2 separate regions of the Triticum aestivum genome follow, and region 1 is linked to region 2. The links are chromatin contacts, called in public Hi-C maps. All regions are on one chromosome and are shown on one strand. The core of a region is the stretch at or near the end of the contact, and the rest is flanking DNA. Distances in the headings are between cores, read along the strand shown.

Region 1 (5,847 bases), core at 1,372-3,871, 220 kb after region 2:
ATTTGTGAACAAATATTTAAAATGCAAACATTTTTTGAATATGAAATTCTTTATTTTTTGTTTTTGAACTTTTTGTAAAAGAAGCGAGCAATATTTGAAGGTATGAACTTTTTTGGAAAAACAGGAATAAAAAAAAAGAAACAGAAAGAAGAAAAACGAAAAAGGAAAGGAAACGAAAAAAAGGAGAGAAAAGGAAAAGGAAACAGGACAAAAGAAAAATGAAAAACAAAAAAACAAAAAGGAAAAAGAAACAGGTTCAGGAACGTCCTAGAAGGTTCCTAAAACCAGAAAAAAAAAACCGGTTGGAAAACTGGTACAAGTTTCGTAATACCGGGTACTGTTGCGCGCGTTGGTTACGGGGCGGCCCATTTTGTTCGCAGGCCGCTGCCTCTTTGTGCGAATGATCGACAATCTGCCGCAGAATGCAGGATTTCGCATTTATGAGGACCTTGGACGTAACTATTGGCATGCACTGTCAGGGATAACTGCTGTTGTTGACGCGCCATAAAGCAGGGGATTTTGACATGCCGTGACCAATCCTGAAACCGAACGAGTCAGAGTGGCGGGATTAACTTGCTGGTCACCCTGGCTGCATCATTACCTGCCGTGTACTCTTACCAGGCCGTGTGCGACGTTGAATCAGGCAACAGGCCGCCGGCACGACGACCAAGCACATCACGTCACGTCGCTCTGCATCTGCATCTCTGTCGTCGTAGTAATTCGTAAATTCGTTATGCAGCTGCGTTGACGGCTCAATGAGGCCAGGACCGGGTGCAACATACTCCTTTGAAGTTTGAAGGCTTGACCTTGAACACGTAAAACCATCCGATTGTCAAAAAGGAAAAACAGAGGTTGAAACCCTTCCAAGGTCATCCCCTGAACTGACGTTCACATGTGTTTTCTTCCAATCGCGACGCACACGGACGTCAGCCATTTTTAGGCCAGGTTGAAGGTTGTGTGTGACTGACTATGGCCGACCAAGCCACGTCCGCCGGTTTGGCCGCCGAACGGCCCATGCACCGCCACGCGCCCACCCACGCCCGCGGCGCCTTCAACGGCCGTATCGGCCTCGTGCACGCACGCAGCGTGGGCCGATCGTGTGGGGAATGGCTGACCTGTCGCAATATGGCACGCGTCCCCGTCACTCCGCCAGGCGCCAGGGAGGTGTGCGCGGCCGTGGGCGCACGATCGATCGGCGACGTGGCCTACGCGTCGCTCTGTTACATGGGGCGGGCCCCGCAGGAAGCGCGTCGATCGGCCGACTGGCAGATCGCTGTGCCGCTAGCTCTTTGCTGCAATGCTCCTACTCTAGTCTAGGGGAGAGAGGACACAAAAAAAAAATTGGCGGGAAGACACAAATATCTAATTCGTCTGGGGTAGCCACTGTGTTCATCATCACATGCATCGTGAAGTGCAATTAATGGCAAAATAGCGGGAAAAGGGACGTGTCAACTCAACTCTTGCCTCTTGGGGTGCACAATTGCACATTTCAGATCCAGTGGCATGAAGCACGCAGGCCAGCAGCGAGACTCTGCCGGAACGTTCGCAAATAACCAAGCTGAGACGCTGGATTCAACTCAACTCCAAGAGTTGGCAGAATCTGACGCCGAGAGATGCGCTACAGTGTTTACATGCACACGACGAACAATAGTACAAAACCTTGTAGTTCTTCCAAGTAATTCTTGCGAGCAGCAAGCAGTACAACCATTAATCGGCAAGCCCATCAACATCTTAGCATAAGCGTGCGAAGGAACAAACAAACCAGAAAAAACGAGAAGAATTTCGGGAGCGGTTACACGGATTCCCCCCGGCCCGAGCCAAATATCTACATACACCTGCTACCAGCCAAGCATACAAAGCGCACATTCATCAGCATCAGTCGTAGTCGATCAGGCGAGCGCGGCGAGCCCGCCGCCGCGCATCATCTGGCGGAACTCGTGGAAGTCGACGCGGCCGTCGCCGTCCCGGTCCACCTGCCCGATCATGCGGCGGCACTCCTCGGCCGACCGGCCCTGCTTCAGCCCCAGCGACGCCAGCACCGCGCTCAGCTCGTCCACCGTGATGAACCCGTCGCCGTTGGCGTCGAACACACGGAACGCCTCCCGCATGTCCTCGTCGTCCTCCTCCGCCTCCGCCTCCTCGCCCGACGAGCCCTTCGCCCCGCCGCTGCCCGTCGACATAATGGTGCGGTAGAGCTCGCCGAACTCCTCCACGTCCACGCACCCGTCGCCGTCGGCGTCGATGCGCGCGATCATGGCGGCCAGCTCGTCCCCCGGCACGGGGATGCCCAGCTTGCCCAGCGAGTCCTCCAGCTCCTCCCGCGTGATGCGCCCGTCGCCGTTCCGGTCGAACAGCTCGAACACGCGCGCCAGCTCCGCGCGGTCCGCCGCCTTCACCGAGGGCGACATCTTGCTCGGGGCCGGGGACGCCGGCGGAGTTGGAGGCGACGGCGAGGGGGGCGCGGCGCAGCCGCGCACCGGGAGGATGGAGGAGAGGCTGGTCGGGATGTAGGAGAGGAGGCCGGAGGGTGGCATGGAGGGTGGTGTTGCTTTGCTCGCTGTGGAGGCTTTGAAGATCGCTCGAGTCGAGTTGGGTGGGGGAGAAGTTTGGTGGTGGTGGTGGCGCAAAGCTTTTGCCGTGGACCAGGGTTCTATTTATACCACTTTCTCGCGTCTTTCTTTCTTTTTCTTGTAAAAGGGATAAAGTGCTTCCGTGTCCTTGTATGTCAAGAGTTTAGTCGATGCGCGTGGGTTCGGACCCCACAGCCAGCATATTTCTTGTCTAACTTTTGACACGCAAAAAAAAACATTTAAAAAGAGTTCAGTCGATGAAGAATTTCGGACCGACTCTATTTTCCCGGGTCTTATTTGACTTCCAAATAAAGCGTCATTTTGTCTTACTTAATTTGTTACTGGGGTTTCCCTAGCCTAGATGTAAATACTAGTAATATGTAATATATCCCACAGAAAAACGGTATGACTCGCAAAAATAAAGGACGAACAACGGTATGAATACGTTGTTCTGAAAGTACGTGTTCCATGTATAGGAACATGCTACTCTGGACATGTCTACGTATGAACCCATTTCACGAAATTGGCAAAAGTTGCATTTACATATTTTGGAAAAAATACATGTGTGTGTTTTTTTGCGTGTCAATATTAAACAAAAAAAATGCTGGCTGTGGGGTTCGAACCAAAGTACTGTTCCATGTATAGGAACATGCTACTCTGGACATGTCTACGTATGAACCCATTTCACGAAATTGGCAAAAGTCGCATTTACATATTTTGGAAAAAATACATGTGTGTGTTTTTTTGCATGTCAATATTAATATTAAACAAAAAAAATGCTGGCTGTGGGGTTCGGAACCCACGCGCACTTATGTGCAGAAGATCTTAAGCCTTCCCCCTTAACCACTCGGGCAAACCAGCATATCGATGCCAATTTCTCACTGTAGCTCTATTTAAACGTAAAAAAAAGGTAAACAAAAAAACATGCTGGCTGTGGGGTTCGAACCCACGCGCACTTATGTGCAGAAGATCTTAAGTCTTCCCCCTTAACCACTCGGGCAAACCAGCTCTTGCTGTGACAAAGATACATGTTCCGTAAAATATACTATGATTGCACAAACTCACATATGGTCATGCTAAATAACAGTAGAGGCAAAATGACACTTTATTTAATGCCTGGGTAGAAATATGGGGCTTGCTATAGTTGATCAACGTTGCTATTCGTGTATATATATATATATGGAAAATAAGAAAAGAGGAGAGCTACTGAAAAAGTCTGAAATATGGTGTATATATGTGGAAAATAAGAGAAGAGCAATACGGGGAGGGGAGGGAAATTCTTTGGTATTTTTGAAATTATTAAATTTAACTTTTGAATTATTACGAGGCATATGATTTCCACATAACTTAAAAATGCAGCATTCTATTCTTTATTTCGGTGTGCTATATGCTTTGTCCCAGACTTGTTGCCACGATGGAACTAGAAGCTGAAAACTAATACATGAAGCAATATAAAATACATTTGACTTCTGTTTTGAGAATAAAAAATCTGGCCAGGTTACGGCATCTCCAAAAGCAGACCCTCGAATCGCCAGCAAACATCCGGAACAGTGCTGTCCGGATGCGTTGACATCCAACATTGTCCCGCATCAGTCTACAGACCAGTTCGCGTGTCCATTTTCTCATAAACCGAAAGCAAACTAAGGAGGCTTTGCGGGGGTCCGGACCGCCGCTACGTCAAGCTCCGACACCCCCGGCCCACCCAAAACCACACCTAGACCCGGTCTTCATCTCTTTTCCCTTTCTCTGCATCTGCTTCCTCCCTGGTCGTCGCCGTTGTACCACCTTGGTCGTCCGTCAAGCCCTTGTAGGACCTCCGCTGCCTCCACCGCTCCACCCAGTCGCCACGCGCTTTGCCTACGCCGTCATTCGTCACCACTCGTCCGTCCACCATGCAGGTACCATCCACCCATGCGGATGCTGTCCGTGGGGTCACCACGTCCGGTAATTATTTGGTGAAATGCCCGTGTTAAAATTTTGACTTTTTCCCCCTTCTTTGAAGCAATGGATTTAAACATGGAGTCCATGTACGAGCACTACATTGAGTCGTCCAACGACTCGTCCGATGAGGAGGGTTATGCGGGTACAACAACGATGATGCAAGCGTTTCTTCCAGATGTGGAGCGTGCGGAGCATGTGCTCTATTTCAAGGGATAGACCAATGACCATCGAGTGTTAGATTGGAACAGTGCACGTGGGCATTTGACGCTGATGGATGACTACTTCACCCCCGATGCCCTATTTGCTGACAATTTTCGTTGGTGCTTTGGAGTGCGAAAAAATGTGTTCGGTCGCATCGACAATGGCATCCGGTCCTACGATGACTACTTCATCTTGAACAAGGATGTTGTAGGAAGAATTAGATTCCTCTGTTAGCACAAGTGCATGGCTACATAGTGAATGCTTGCATAAGGCACGACTATAGATTCGTGGGACAAGTACCTCTGAATATCTAAGAGCACATACGGAGACGCCATGGTCAGATTTGCTACTGGGGTGGTCAGGGTGTTTGGACCTCATTACTTGAGAGAACTAACAGTCACAGACACCGAGAGGCTCATGGCACTCTTGGAAGCAAGAGGATGCCCATGGATGTTCAGATCTCTTGATTGCATGCATTGGAGATGAAAAAACTACCCAAAAGCTCTACAAGGACAATATCAGCGCCATGATAAGAAGCCCACCATCATTCTTGAAACAATTACATCACAGGACCTCTGAATTTGGCATGCTTTCTCTGGCATGTTTTGGTGTCACATTAACATCAATGTGCTACAGCGGTCTCCATTGTTTGCTAGGTGGACCGAAGGACAAGCTCCTCCATGCAGCTAAGTTGTCAATGGGCATGAGAAAAACATAGGCCACTATTTGGCTGATGGTATCTATCCTCTGTGGGTTACCTTGACCATCTCTGAGCCAGTTGATCAGAAAAGACTCACTTTGCCCAAAGACAAGGAGGAGCTAGAAAGGATATGGAGACGGTATTTGGAGTGCTCCAAACCCGTTTTGCAGTTGTCCGTGGATTTGCTAAACAATGGGATGTGGAGACCTTGTGGAAGGTGGTGATATGTTATGTGACCATGCACAATGTGACTGAAGATGCGGATGAAGATGTTGTCGGGATGAAGATGTTGTCGGGGGTATGAACTTTGAGAACATAGGTGATCCTATCTAACTTCCACGTCAGAATCTGACCATGTTTGATGAGTTTGTCCAAATGCGTCAACGAATTCTAAATCGAGCAACTCAAGAAAGATTTGATTGAGCATCTGCGTGC
Region 2 (5,627 bases), core at 1,958-4,457:
GTCAGCAGCTATTCTATAGTAGATAGAAAGGTGAACAAGGAACACATGTATGAAGATAAACAGTGACCTAAAGGCTTATGTAGGCGCATCAATAAACTACACAACATTCCTGGAGAAAAGAGAGGATGCAAGAAAATACCTACAAATGTATGGCAAATGCATTGACTCAATAATCAAATAATATACTTCTTATTGTTTGTTTTGCTTGTAATAACAAAACCAAAACCATTTGCTCTTTCAAACATCACTTTTACAAATCAGACAAGAGCACGTACCATCAAGAACCGCCTGGAACAACATAGTGAAGCAAGAAACAACAGTGGCGCTAAAAATGTACTTTACTTTTGTAAGTGCGAACTTGTACTTCCATCCGGCGACCATATTACGCGGCTAACTTCTGCAAGGATTTGAAGAAAAAAGTTACCCCAATTGCAGAAAGAAGTCAAGAAATTTGGGCAATCAATTTCTGTGAGATAAAAAATGCAAGATAACCGATGTGAGATGCCGCAGAGAACTACCGCCTAATTAGTTGGGTCATAATCTTACACCACTTGATCAGCTTGGCATTATAGTAGCAACCGCCCATAAAAACCATGAATGGTTCACCCTAAAGAGATTTATACATCAGAATTGAGAGGGAATCACCTGATGCAGTGTGATATGAGGCTGTTGAACTTAGTCGTCATGTTGTCGCTGCGCTGGAAACCCCACTGAAGAGATTCAAGCAGAAGCACCTAGTTGAGAGAGAGAGGAAAGGTAGATGAAGAGATAGATGGAAAGAGAGATGGGGGAGGATGAGCATACCTGCAGCGTTCATGAACTCTGCGAATACAGTGTCAAAAAACATCTTATTAAGTTACAGAAGAAGCGCGTTCATGAACTCTGCGAATACAAACGCTGGCCGGCTGCTGTTGCTGTCCTCGCAAGAATCTGATCCCAAACCCTAGGTGCAAAATAAAAATTAATTTAGGGAGGAAGAAATCAAGAGGATCCTACTGTGTCAAAAAACATCTTATTAAGTTACAGAAGAAGTACATCACATGCCTCTGAAAGCAGAATACCCAGTTAATAAGTCACCAATTTTCTTTGCACAACTCCGTGTTCCTCATAAACTTAGTCAATTACACTCTGCTCAATAGTCATAATTTTACGACAAGAATTGCCACTGTGCTCTATCCAAAAAACTGCTAGTCAAACCAGGTCACTGATAGAAGGAAATATACACTGCAACACTCCAAACTGATGCTCCAGTTGGCAAAAATCAAGGAACACACACAACTAATTTCTTATTTTCATTGTAAGGATGTCCACATATTCCTTCAAAGTTAACAGAATGCACTGTGAAAATAATATTTTAATACCCAGCCAATGGTAGCAGTTTCTCAAGCCCATTTAGTCACAGGTTCATACATACTAATCAGGGTTATTTCTATAGGTAGAAATTACCGCAGCCAATATGCTAGCCGGCAAACAACACAAATTTAAGGTAGAATTACCAGCTACTATATTATATCCAGCAAGGTTGCCATACCAGACGCTAAATATAGGGGAAACAGTAGCTCGACCAGCGGTGCTACATCATCAATACTTAACAAGCTAAACTATTAAATCTTGCTAACATCAGCAGGCTAGTTGGCAATATCCCACTTCATATGGAAAAACTCAATCTGATAAACATGTGTAAAGCAAATGAACTGTCCTTGATGTTAGCACACAATTCCTCCATCTGATTGTCTGACTGCCAAAGAGGACAAGAAACAGAGTAAACAGGCCTGTTGAAGCCTTGAAAGGAACAAACAAGTCCAGAGCATGGGCAACTTACTTGCTTATCATCCGATACAGGGTTTTTCGACACCATCTTCTCTTTGAACTTCCGGATGTTTGCTGCACAATTGCACAAAATTTTAGATGTCAGAGTTGCTTGCAAATGATAAGAATTCTACTGGGTGCCAGATTCATCTTGTAAACTGAAAACAGAATGTGTCCTGAGCTTACTGCCGAGCTCGTCGTATGCATCGTCCGATATGGTGTACTTCTCAACGAGCGAGGTGCCCTCCAGCCACCCACCGGAGGTCACCGACGAGGGGTCAAGGTTGATGACGTGCAGCCGGTACCTGCAAAGCAATCCACTATCAGTCCAACAACAGCAGCAGCCAGTAGGTAGCAAGAGGAGATGCGCGCGGTGGGCAGACGTACCCGTCGTAGGGGGAGTAGGCGGCAAGGGGCGCGGCGTCGCAGTCGAGGTCAGCAACCATGGCGCTGGCCGTCGCGGAGCTCGAGCCGCATGGAGCCCACGGCCATGCCCGTCTTCTTCCACAGCAACCTGCGGGCGTGAGGGATGTACAGGGGCGCCTCTACTACAGTGTGGTGTGCACGACGACGAGCCAGCGGCGCTCCTTCCTGTGACGCTCTCCCGTCTGTCGCCACACCTCCCTCTCCTCTTTCCTCTCTCTTTCTTCCTCCTCTCCTTCCTTCTCTCTCTCCCTCTCATCTTCTCTCTCTCCTACAGATTGAATCGAGCCCTGTCGCGGTCGTACTTTTCCTGCAGGTCGCAGCCGCCGCCGGAGAAGCTCGCCTCCACGCCCGCACCAGTGGCACAAAGAGGAGCGAGGGGCTCGCGGCACGCGGGAGGGGGGGGGGGGGGGGGGGGGGGGGGGGGAGGGGAGGACGAATGCGGAAGGAAGGGGTGGCGGCACCAGGAGGCTAGGGTTCGTGGAAGGGGATCGGGGAAGAGAGCAGAGTGAGGAAGGAGGAGGAAGGGGAGAAGGGCTGCAGCGGCCGGCGGCTATCCGGACGAGCAGGAAGGCGCGCAAGATCACCTCCATCGCGCTCGCGTCCCGCATCGTCCGCCTCGAGGCGGAGGACGCGGGGCTCCGCGCGCAGCTCGCTCTGGGCGCCTGGAGGGCGGCGGATCCGGCAGGGGCTTAGGGCTTGGAGGCAGGAGGCAGGAGGGCGGCGGCCGCGGCGAGACAACGGTCGTGGGGGCTAATTCGCGGGGGAGATGCGGGCTAGGTCCAACGAGCTGCGCTCGTCCTGCCTAGCACCGAGAGGGCAGGGAGGGGGAGATGACGCGGCGATGCGAGGGCGAGCGGAAGCGATCTGGATGGCGGCGGGGCAGGGAGGCGGGCGCGGGTCGAGGGGGGGAGAGAGGTGAGGCAGGAGGAAGGGGAGAGGGGGCGGTGCGGGTGCGGGGGAGCAGCGGCTAGGTCTTCTCCACAGGAGCGGCTCCCTTTTATACTCCAACGTGTGAAATGACGAAAATGCCCCCTGCGGGGCACCGAATTAACAGGCGATGGCATTCGCGATTTAAAGGCGACGTGGGCACCTTCCACCTGCCTAGCGGTTCTCCAGGCTTTATCTACTACCACTATAAAAGAAAAAGAGAGGCAGATCCAAACAATCCCACCCATCCATCATCAAAATCTAATGGCCCTTAATCATTCTGTGTTTAACGCTATCAACCACGCAACAAGCCACAATCGACCGCTAATCGCCCCGCATTAACAAAACCGGTCGCCCGCACGACCTCCACCTTCTCCTCCCACACGACCTCCTCCTCCTCCCGCGCAGTTCGCCTCCCGCAGCCTCGCGCCGAGCCACGGGAAGCCGCGCCCTTCACCGCCGCCTCGCGCCGCCGGAGCCACGGGAAGCCGCCGCAGGTCGCCGGGAGCCCGCCCCCGCCGCGCCGTTCGCCGCCTCCCCAGCCGCGGGGGCCCGCCCCCGCCGCGGGTTGCCGCCTACCCAGCCACGGGAGCACGCCCCCGCCGCGGGAGCCGTCCCGCTGCGGGTCGTCGCCTCCCCAGCCACCGGAGCCGCCCCGCTGCGCCCTTCGCCGCCTCCTGCAGCCGCCGTCGGTCGCCGCGCCCATCGCCCCGGGAGCCGCCCCATCGGAGCCGCCGCCCGTCGCGCGCCAGGGGAGCCCCGCCGCAGGAACCCGGCACCCCCCCGCCTCTCCAGTGCCTGCCTCGCCTCCCTCACGCGAACCTGCTCTACGCGCCGCCCCTCATCCTCGGCGGCGAGAGGTACGCGGGAGCTGCCGCCGCCGCCGCTGCCAGGGGCGTGGACGCATATGGGCCTACTGTCGGCGTACGAGGTCGCGCCTGAGCCTGCGGCACGGTGGCGCGGGGCCCTACGCCGCCAGTTCCATGCCGGTTCGAGATCCCCCATTGCTCTCCTGCCTGCCGTCGTTGGTCTTCCTGCTACCAGCCCCGCCCTTCTCCGCCCTATCTCCAAGACAACGTTCTGCTCCATCCGTTGGTAAGTAGCGACCATGTCATCTCTTCCCCTTTCAATCCCTATAGTACTTTTCCCATGGTGTTTTTCGATGGTGATGAAACTCAGGCGCCCATGACCACCGTGTTTCTTTTCCTTTTATTCCTTGGCCGTAGTTTTCATGAATCGCAAATGGTTTTCATTAGTTGTAAGCATGTAACTGATAGAGTAAGGCATGGCTTTTTGCTTTGATCAAATCCAACCCCATTATCAAATGAAATGCTAGGAGAAAATAAGTTGGTAGCACTTCTCTTTTTCCAAAAGAGCTGGCATGCTGGGCAGCAGTGCTCTTTTGGTTTTGCTTAGCTGCAGGATAAAATGATCACCCAGTTAGTCACGGGCTCATGGCTGGGTTAAATGTATTCAGAAGAAGAAGTCTCTGACCGCCACACACCTGTCGTCGACCAGCACATCAGGTAACCCACCCGCTGTCCACCATTGGATTCAGTTTCGCCTTCAAACTGCGTTTATGCATAAATTCAGAGTCACGGAATAAAAATGCTTCTTTGTTGTGATAATCTAAAATTTCCAAAGATTTATTCCAAGTGATTCTCCAGATTTGTCCCCTCGGAGTAGTCAATTCTTTGTTGTAGACAAGATGGTACTCCTCGGAGTAGAAGTTGATGTACTGTAGTCATCTTCAAGTGCTGGTACAAGCTGATTTAGTCGATTCTTTGGAATAAATTGCAGCAAATTACAGTACGGCGCTGTTCAATACGAATTGGATTTGTTGTAAATTTTACAGGTTGACTAAGGTGCTGTTGAGATGACTACGCTGCTGTCAATTTAAATAAACCTGAATTGACTTTGGAGTAAAACAGGGTAGACTTCAACTTCAAACAATAGCAGTAAGACAATAATAGTGGCTTTTTAGGCTTTTTTTAGAGTGTGTTTCATGCTGGCCTACAATGATGAACTAGGGCTGGCTTATATTCTGTTTCTGAATTCGGTTGATGTGCAGATTTAACAAATTGCAGTAGGGCTGGACTTTTCATAGGTAGCAGCCTCAGTTTATCTCCAAGGGATTATTGTTCGCAGACACTATTGTAGGCATTTTGGGATATAGGGCTGGCCCTTGTCAACTGTAGGTTTTCACAAACAGTAGACATCTCAATACTTGCTTCTTGGAACAGCAACACACCAAGAATAAATTAACAGATCAACAAATGGTCTAGGAAACATAGCTGCTTGCTGGTATCTCCTGAATTTTGAACCAAAACAAGATCCAATTCATAAATGAACAAAAACATGGCGCTAGCTGGTATCTCCTGGTAACACACCAAATTATTCAAATAAAATACTCCATGTAATTCAAATAAATACTCCTGTACAGGAGCCACCATACAAACCTCTTT

Evidence for each region. A called contact is a pair of places that touch in the nucleus more often than the background predicts.
Region 1: a Hi-C map of leaf shows a contact between it and region 2, with 4 times the contacts expected there. The contact joins the promoter of LOC123041569 here to the enhancer-like site in region 2. A contact is called at or near these places in 4 of 5 Hi-C or Micro-C datasets (leaf and an unstated tissue).

The regions. Positions count from the first base shown.
Region 1 is chr2B:532,029,173-532,035,019 of IWGSC CS RefSeq v2.1, forward strand. LOC123041569 (probable calcium-binding protein CML22) reads right to left here and starts at 2,622. Exons shown (of 1, transcript XM_044464164.1): 1 at 1,649-2,622. The coding sequence starts at 2,534. The coding sequence ends at 1,890. TRNAL-UAA (transfer RNA leucine (anticodon UAA)) reads right to left here and starts at 3,431; the gene lies at 3,348-3,431. TRNAL-UAA (transfer RNA leucine (anticodon UAA)) reads right to left here and starts at 3,578; the gene lies at 3,496-3,578.
Region 2 is chr2B:531,808,409-531,814,035 of IWGSC CS RefSeq v2.1, forward strand. It overlaps the pseudogene LOC123039282. Among protein-coding and RNA genes, the nearest start is that of LOC123045868, 7.3 kb to the right of the region's middle. Within about 2 kb of position 3,208, at least 7 of the 8 cell types and tissues checked have an H3K27ac peak or open chromatin away from gene starts, as enhancers often do. A contact at or near this core is called in leaf, where this site is marked.